2 separate regions of the Oryctolagus cuniculus genome follow, and region 1 is linked to region 2. Evidence: chromatin contacts called from public Hi-C data. All regions are on one chromosome and are shown on one strand. Each heading gives the region's core, a stretch centred on a gene start, on an enhancer-like site or on the middle of the called end of the contact. The rest is flanking DNA. Distances are from core to core; before and after follow the strand shown. Region 1 overlaps RIN2 (Ras and Rab interactor 2). Region 2 overlaps RIN2 (Ras and Rab interactor 2).

Region 1 (4,355 bases), core at 534-3,033, 75 kb before region 2:
GAAGTAGAGCAGCCAGGGATTAAAGTTGGGGTGCTGGCATTGCAGGTGGAGCAGTGTAACCTGTTATGCCACATGTTGTCCCCATAAATAGGATTTAAAACATTGTCCAGTGCCTTGGTTTCCTAAGAATAACTGTGGAAACAGCTGGGATTTTTTCATATTGTTATTATCAAATAATCATTTCTGCCACTTATAGGATTAGCTTGTAATGGGGTTCATTCTGCTCAGGGTCCATCCCTTCCATCCTTGGATAGATGGATCACAGACTCCAAGCAACTCTCACCTTATCCAGGCTGCAGAAGCTATGCTAGTGCCTAAGTAGCCACTGGCAGACAACAGGTAGGAAGCTGGCTAGAAAGCGCCTGTTTTCTGGGATAGGACTTTACCTCTCTCATCTCCCACCCAATACCCTCACTTCCCCTTTGGACCCTTCAAGAACTGGCCTCCTGCATATCCCTCCCCCACATCCTTGGGGGGGGCATCCCTTATTCATCTCTACTAACAGTCCCTCCTGTCCCCCTAGAACGAGTAGGAGGAGGGAGGGAGTGGTGGCTACTCCCAAGGTCATTGCAAGTATTCGTATCTTCAAACAATGCTGCAATGATGTCACACAGACATGGGGAAGCATCATAAACCACGCAGGCTCTTAACCCAAAAAATCTGCACATGGACAGTCCACATACCCTAGATGTCGCTAGGGTCTGCTTGTCTACCTGCTGGAACTTGGGGTCAGCGCTTTCCCAAAGCTCTCTGTCCATAGTGATGGAAAGTCCATGGACACATTACTCTTTGTTACTCTTTTTTTTCCCAACAGGCAGAGAGAGACAGAGATCCTCCATCCACTGCTTCACTCCCTAAATGCCTGTAAACAACCAGAGCTAAGCCAAGCCAGAGCTGGGAGCTGAGCATTCCATCCAGGATTCCCAGCAGACGGCACTTCGGATTGGCATTAGCAGGAAGCTAGAGTCAGAAGCCACAGCTGATGATCAAACCCAGGAACTCTGATGTGGGACACAGATATCTTTAATCTAGGCCAGGGACAGGCTTTTGGCACAGGAGTTAAGCCCTCCCTTGGGACTCTTAATCCCATATTGGAGTGTCTGGTTTGACTCCCAGCTCTGCCTCTGGATCCAGCTTCCTGCTAACATGCACCCTGGGAGGCAGAGGCATTGGCTCAAGTACTGGGGTCTCCACCATCCACGTGGGAGATACAGATTGAGTTCTAGGCTCCTGGCCTCAGCCTGGCCCAGTCCTGGCTTTTGTGAGCATTTGAAGAATGAACCAACAGATGGAAGATTTCTGTCTCTGTCTCCCTGTCTTTCTGTCTTCAAATAAACTTTTATTAAAGATTTATTTATTTGAAAGAATTACAGAGAGAAAGGAAGAAACAGAAAGAGAGAGGGAGGGAGGGAGGGAGGGAGGAAGAGAGAGAGAGATAGAGATATCTTTCATCTGCTGGTTCACTCCCCAAATGGCTGCAATGGCCAGAGCTGGGCCAGTCTGAAGCCAGGAGCCAGGAGCTTCTTCTGGGTCTCTCACATGGGTGCAGGGGCCCAAGGACTTGAGCTGTCTTCTGTTATTTTCCTAGGCACATTAGCAGGGAGCTGGAACAGAAGTGGAGCAGCTGAGACTCAAAACAGGCACCCATTTGGGATGCCAGTGTCACAGGCAGTGGCTTTACCCACTATGCCACAATGCCAGCCCCCAAATAAATTAAAAAAAAAAAAAAAAAAGGAAATGCAGGCCATGGAGAGGGTATTGTAGTACAGCAGGTTAAGCCACCTCTTGGGATACCTGCAATCCCATACTGGAGTGCTTGGTTGGAGTTCCGGTTACTCCGCACTTCCAATTCAGCTTCCTACTCACTTATACCATGGAAGGCAGACAGAGATGATGGGTCAAGCACCATGTGGGTGACCTGGATGGGGCTCCAAGCTGCTGGCTTCAGCCTGGCCCAGCCCTCGCTGTTGTAGGTATTTGCTAAGTGAACCAGTGTACTGAAGGCTTTCGCTTTCGCTCTCTCTCTCTCTCTCAAAAGAAATGAAATAAGCACACGTTATAAATAAACATCTACGTAAATAAATCTGGGCTGCATGCCTGCACCCAGATGTTTCCTTTTAGTTGAGGCTGAAACCTGGCAGCTCTGGGGTTGCGTCCACTCTGCAGGCCCATACATTACATAATGCATTTAAAATTTTTTTGGAATTAACTGTTTCCAGAGACAAAGATTCACATCCAAGTTCATTAGAGGTGACTCCAGGTAACTCCGGCAGGGAAGTGGGAATGTGAAGCAGGTTAGGGCAACCCAGACAAGGTGCACTGTCAAGCACTCATCACCATGAGAACTGCACTTCACCCACTTTGGAGCTAGGGCAGAGGACACCTCAGGCAGCTGGTGCACCTGTCCATCAACTCCCCCATCACTGGCTGAGCAATGCCCGTAGGAGACCTTCACTCACCAGCACACCCACACACCTCTGGGTGGGTAGAAAGTGTTCTGGGGGCCAAAGACAGCCCTCATGCTCAGTTGGGCATTTGGAGACCAGACCAGCATGCACAGAAGTGCTAAGCACCCAAGGGAAGGACTCAACAGCCCCTCCTGACACAACCAGCAATGCTAGACCATCACTGTGTTGAGCGTACAATGTGGAAGTCAAGCTTCTGGGGTCGCACTGAGCTGCCACCCTGGCATGGCCACCACTGGATTCTGAGTGGTCTGTTCATTGATGGGCATTAAGCTCCTCCCCAGGGCCGATAGACAAGCCTCTCTCACTCCTGCACCCCGAGTGACTCACTCATACCACTGTCACACACCTGTGCTGGCTCTACAGGGTGTGTGATTCTGCCTACCACATGCCCTCTGCTGATTGGACAGGGGCTAGGCACCTGACCCCAACTAGTTCTGAGCTGTTCTCGGATGAAACAGACTCTTCTGCTCAAGAATTCGAGTCGAGAGTCACAGAGAAGGTGCTTTTGCTTGAAAGGCTGGGTTCAGAGCCACCTGGTGGCTCAGTGTATGGGGAGTGGGGATCCTGAGTGAACAGACAGGCGAGACCATTGGACCACAGCAGGTAGAGAGAGAATGAGCAGCTGAGAGCTGAGCAGTTTGGGGGATTGATGTTCCATCCCAACAAATGTGCTTTGGCTTCAGAAGGAGGGAGGAGAACACAAGTTCTTAGAAGCAGGTGGAACGTTAAGATGTTTACCACTGGCTTGTCAGATGTTTATTTCAAAGATCTTGGAAGAAATGAAGGCACCTGCTGATAAAGAAGCAGCTCATCAAACCAAACAGACATGGCAGGAGTCCCCTTCGGAGAATTCCTTACATGAACACGGGAGTCAGAGAACTTTGGATCAGAGAACTTTGGAGGGAAGCTGTCAAAATCTGGGGGTGAGGAGACAGATGGACATGATGTTTCTGTCTCTTCTTTCTCCACTGCCAGGTGAGTGGAGGCTGTGTTTCTCTCTCTCTCTCTCTCTCTCTCTCTCTCTCTCTCTCTCTCTCTCATCCAATTTGAATAAATTATAATTGATTCAGTTTTCTGATCACGGGACAGAGTTGTGGATTGTTGTCAAAAGGTTTCTTTGTGACCTTAAGGAAGTTTTAACTTCATGTTTAATAAACACAAATATTTCCATTGGAAAGATACCAATATCAATAAGTTTCATGGAGGAAATATTTTTTGGAACCAACTGCATTCAGCCATCCTAACTCTTTGGTCAGTTTTCTCAAACTGTGCAAACTGTTTAAATCTTTTCCAGTTCTATTTTAGTGTGTCTTTCTCCTTTCCTAATATAATAACTTAAAATTATTGAAGAGTCCAGTTTCATTCTAAAAACTTCATTGTTTGAACTTTTATGGGTGGGTCTATGATCCATCGCAAATTAATTTTTGTGCATGGCATGAGAGAAAAGATCAGAGTTTTTATTTTTCCACATGGGATATCCATCTAAATTTAACTTTATGGAAAACAGTTCTGAGGGATGAATTCCATTCCTTATAAACTGCCTATCAGAGATGTGATTGATCAAACAGATTTTCGTCTCTGGGAAATTTTACTGCTTAAGGTTTCTGCTATGTGTCCACAAAATTCCAATTTTGAATTTTGTAAGATCAGTGGCTGCTTCTGTCAGTTTTCACTCAGTAACCAAGGTGACTGTGCAGAGTTTTTCCTCAGGTTTTCTTCTGCCAGCGCAATTTTTCTCAGACCAAGGTGTGGGTTTTTTTTTCCTCCTTCTAAAATTACAAACAAGATGTGATTCCTCAGGCAGGATCTGGCTATGTCACAAAGTATGTTGGATGCAGCTTCACCTATTTCTAAGTGGTTTCAATATTGGACATTTTGTAATACTTA
Region 2 (4,544 bases), core at 267-2,766:
AAATAAAAATAAATCAGAATTTTAGGAATGAATTAAAATTAAGACCATGTCTAAAGAATCCCTGAGCAGACACTACCATTAGGCTCATCAAGCCTTACTTGATTTCAAACATATATGATGTTTATTTCTTGTAGATGCCTATATTAAAGAAAAATATAACTTAAGCTCAACCAATCAGAAGTAGCCAATAAACCTATAATTATCAAAATAGGGATTTGGCAATGGAATGAATCCAATATGCAAACTAGGTAATTATAACCAACCTAGCATTTTCTTTGTTTTATTTCCTTGTCCATCCTATGAAAGCTTTCCTCTTGCCTCCATCCTTGAAGCTCCAGAACCACTCCTGGTTTGGAGCTGCCTAATTCATGAATCATCATTTGCTCAAATAAACTCTTTAAAATTGTATTGTGTTTCATTTACTTTTTTTTTAGTTTTATTTATTTGAAAGGGAGACTTACAGAGGGACGGGGGGAAGGGAGGGGGAGGGAGGGAGAGGAAGGGAAAGAGGAAGAGAGGGAGAGACAGAGAGAGGGAGAGAGGGAGGAAAAAAGGAGGGAGAAATCTTCCATCCATTGGTTCACTCCCTAAATGGTTAGGCCCAGCCAAAACCAGAATCCTGGAGCTCCATTTGGGTCTCCCAAGGGTGGCAGGGACCCAAGCACTGAGGCCATCTTCCACTGCTTTCTCAGGCACATTAGCAGGGAGGTGGAGAGGAAGTGGAGCAGCCAGGACTTGACCCAGCATGAATACAGGATGCCAGTGTTGCTGGCAGAGGCTTAACTTGCTGGGCCACAACGTCAGCCCCCTTGTTCACTTTTTAACAGCCTCAAAAGGCAAAATTTCAACACCAAGGTAAGACAAAACTTCCAAGTTTATACCTGGAAATATGTGCTTCTTTACCTTTCTTTCACTATCATCAAGAAAATCCACATTTAATGCTCTTGTTACGATTTTAACATGCATTTATCAGTGCCTGCTACAGGTAAGGGTCTATGCTAGAAACAGCAAGGAGAGGGCTCAGTCCCTGGCCTCCTCCAAGTCAAAGGGGCAGAAGCACCAATCACAGGCACACAAGATGATGATTTTACACAATGGGAAAGGCATACTGAATGGCTTGAACAGACACCAGATGTAAGTACAGCTTTCCTGGAGAACTTTACATGTAAGCCAGGACACGGAACATCTAAGTAAGGTCCAAATTCAGGACACAGAGGCACAATATATTGTACAAAGCCAATTCTCTAAGATGCTGCTTTCTTATCTTCTTACTACAACAAGCCTTGCTTTCTTTGAGAACAGTTGAGAACAGTTCCAGGAGGAACACATAGCTGGGGCCGTGACTAGTATCACAAGCTTGAAATCAAACAATCCTGGTTTAAATTCCAGTGACACAGACCTTGAGTGAGTCACTCCACCTGTTGGCTTACTTGTCAATGCGTGTAACGTTATCTCCCTTAAGCACTGTTGTGGGTTTAAATGAGAAAGCTCAGAAGAATGACAGTGTTTATTGTGCTTTCGATTGTTCTGATGAAGGGGCAGGGCTCAGCAGGGATGATTCATCAGGCTTGTCTCAGCTCCTCAGCATCAGTGGGGGGCCACTGGAAGACAGGTGGCACCAGACTTCCAAAGTCTGATTTGCAGGGAGTGCGACCGCCAGCCAGAACATTTGCATGTGGCTTCTGTATGGCAGTCAGGTCTCAAAGGCTCATATCCCAGGAGAAGGAGAGAGTCAGGAGGAAGGGAAACCATTTGTATTCATTAAAGCTTTGAGGTCATTCAGCATTTCTGCCACGTTCTGTATGTCGGGGTAGCCCCTGAACCCTGCTCAGATTCCAAGGGAGATTCCACTTGATGAGGGAGCAGTAAAGATCTACAAAAGCAGTCCCATTGCTCTGGCCATTTCTGGAAACTGCACCTCCCACAGTGACCCTAGATCAATATCCCAATGAAGATAATTTCCGTAGAAAGGAAATAGATGAAATAGTTGCTGTAGGCTCCGTCCTATCCACGGCTGCCTGGGTTCTTTGTGCTCCCGTCGCAAAGACAGGCCACAGCAGAGCCTAATGCATGCTGCTGTGAGAACTAGAGGAATTAACCCTTTACAGTGGGTAAAGCACGTGGTTGGTGCTGCAGGCACCTGAGTGTTTCTGTTCATGCTCTCAGGATTCCTCGCCTCTCCTGAGGCTTGCGTGGCCCTGCTGCAGGTGCATCCTAAATGCAATCCCTCAGCAACAAACCCCAGCCAAGGCCCACAATCCCCTTGGTCACAGCAACAGTGTGGAAGCAGGGAAGACTTATAGGCTCAGTGCCACTTACCAGTCACGCCAGCATCTCTCCAGCTGCCTGGCTCTGGGTCAGCCCGACTTCTGCAGCATTCTGCAGGACTTGCACATGCAATTTTCCTGGTAGACACTCAGAAGTCCGGATCGCCCGGCTCCATCTACCACACACAGAAGGGACCATTTAGGGGTTTGTGTGCCTTTTGCAAATCCCATAAGCACCAACCCAAGGGCCCTGTGTCCCGCCCCCTGGCTCTAGGAGGACACAATGAGAGAGGAGAGACAGAGGTGCCTTTTCCTCCTCTGGCTGATCCCACTCTGTCTCTGGCTCAGGAAGCTGAGTCAAGCCCCTTGACAAGAATGTTCTCTGCATCCCCAGGCAAACGCTCACATTTTAAGAACTCCAAAGGGTCTTTCACTTAAAAAATAAAAAGGAGGGGCTGGCATTGTGGACATAGCAGGTTAAGCCACCACCTGCAGCACCAGCACCACCTGCAGCACCAGCACAGGATGCATGTTCGATTCCCAGCTGTTCCACTTCCGATCCAGCTCCCTGCTAATGCACCTGAGAAAGCACCAGAGGATGGCCCAAGTCCTTGGGCCCCTGCACACTCATGTGAGACCCAGAAGAAGCTCCTGGCTTCTGGCTTCAGCCTGACCCAGCCCCGGGCATTTCAGTCATTTGGAAAGTGAACCACCAGATGGAAGACCTCTCTTTCTGTCTCTTTCTCTGTAATTCTGCCTTTCAAATAAATAAAAAATAAATCTTAAAAAAAAGAAAAACTAACCATCTACCATCCTGTCTCCCCTGTCAGTTAGTGACTATTCCTTTTTTCCCCTCACCTCCTACATCACATGCTCTCCTACAAAAATGGTCCTACAGCCTCCCAGTCTGAATTCTGGATATGACACCAATCTGAATATGAAATTCCCATATGACCCCGTATTTCATCTGAATTGCTTTTTATCAGTATCTTAGCTTTTTCAAGCTCACCTGCATATATCTTGTTTGTAAATACAGAAAACATGATGCAAACATTTGGTCAAAGCTCAAGGTCCCTCTGACTACCACCGCTATTGCCTATATCCTCAGTAGGGTACACACTGTTATAATTTGCACTCTTTCCAGATTGCTGCTATGCATTCTAATATTTGTTTCCCAAAGAAATGTTTGTCGTGTGTTCATTCTTCTTGCTTGTTTCATTCTCAGGATGTCTTAAACTCCCTATGCCAGGATAAGACTGTCACATTCTCTGTTCCCCAGTGTTTCCGTGGTATTTCCTAGTCTCAGCTCCTCGCCAGGCTCGGTAACTGGCCTCTGCCTTTCCTACCAGCAGCCCACCCCTTCCCAGGCAGGTGTCACACACGTCCCTTCCTTCCCACCTACGTTCACCTTGGGTTTCTGGCCTGGAGTCTCCTCCTTGTGTTTCTCCAGTACTTGTTACTCTCAGGCCTGGATGTAACAAAACTGGGCTTCATCCCAACTAATCTCTCAAGCAAACCATTGAACTTGACTTCCTTATGTATAAAACAGAGTGACTATTAACAATACCTATCTCCAAGGATTGTTCTAAAGATCAAGTGGGGGGCCAGCACTGTGGCACAGTGGGTAAGTCCTCCGATTACAGTGCCAGCATCCCATGTGGGCGTCGGTTCGACTCCCAGATGCTCCTCTTCTGAGCCAGCTCTCTGCTATGGCCTGGGAAAGCAGTAGAAAATGGCCCAGGTTCTTGGGCCCCTGCACCCACATAGGAGATCCAGATGAAGCTTCTGGCTCCTGGTGTTTGATCAGCCCAGCTCTGGCCATTGCGGACATTTGCGGGGGGCGGGTGTTGAATTCAGTGGATGGAAGACCTTTCTTTCCATCCCTCCCTCCCATTGTCTATACCTCTACCTCTCAAATAAATAAAAATCTTTTTAAAAAATCAAGTGAAATAAATCACAGAAAGCATTGGTCCCCCGCAGGTTACTTACTATATACTCAGTAACATCAACTGCCACCATTACCAAATTGTCATGCAGCCTTTAGTCTCACTAAAAAACACAATGAGTGGAAACATTGTGGATGCTGCACCTTACACACTCTTAGAGCTTACTGAGGGTGTGTCCATGTGGGCAATCCAGGTGCTGGTTCTAGTCTTCCCTGGGCATCACCCTGCGTGGAGCAGGCAGCTGGTATCTACATCAACACCTGCTGATGGTGTTGATGCAGCAGGTGGCCCATGCATCCAGTTTGGATTTCACAAAGCAGCACTGGAGGGA

What was found. Hi-C and Micro-C count contacts between places; a contact is called where the count stands out from the background.
Region 1: a contact with region 2 is called in a Hi-C map of liver, with 3 times the contacts expected there. The contact joins two enhancer-like sites. A contact is called at or near these places in 6 of 6 Hi-C or Micro-C datasets (ear pinna, embryonic fibroblasts, liver and 3 more).

Annotation. Positions count from the first base shown.
Region 1 is chr11:44,504,584-44,508,938 of mOryCun1.1, reverse strand. The region is part of intron 2 of RIN2 (Ras and Rab interactor 2); the gene reads right to left. Among named protein-coding and RNA genes, the nearest start is that of RIN2, 110 kb to the right of the region's middle. Within about 2 kb of position 1,783, at least 1 of the 8 cell types and tissues checked has an H3K27ac peak or open chromatin away from gene starts, as enhancers often do.
Region 2 is chr11:44,428,838-44,433,381 of mOryCun1.1, reverse strand. RIN2 (Ras and Rab interactor 2) reads right to left here. Exons shown (of 13, transcript XM_070052128.1): 2 at 2,320-2,443. Among named protein-coding and RNA genes, the nearest start is that of RIN2, 35 kb to the right of the region's middle. Within about 2 kb of position 1,516, at least 1 of the 8 cell types and tissues checked has an H3K27ac peak or open chromatin away from gene starts, as enhancers often do.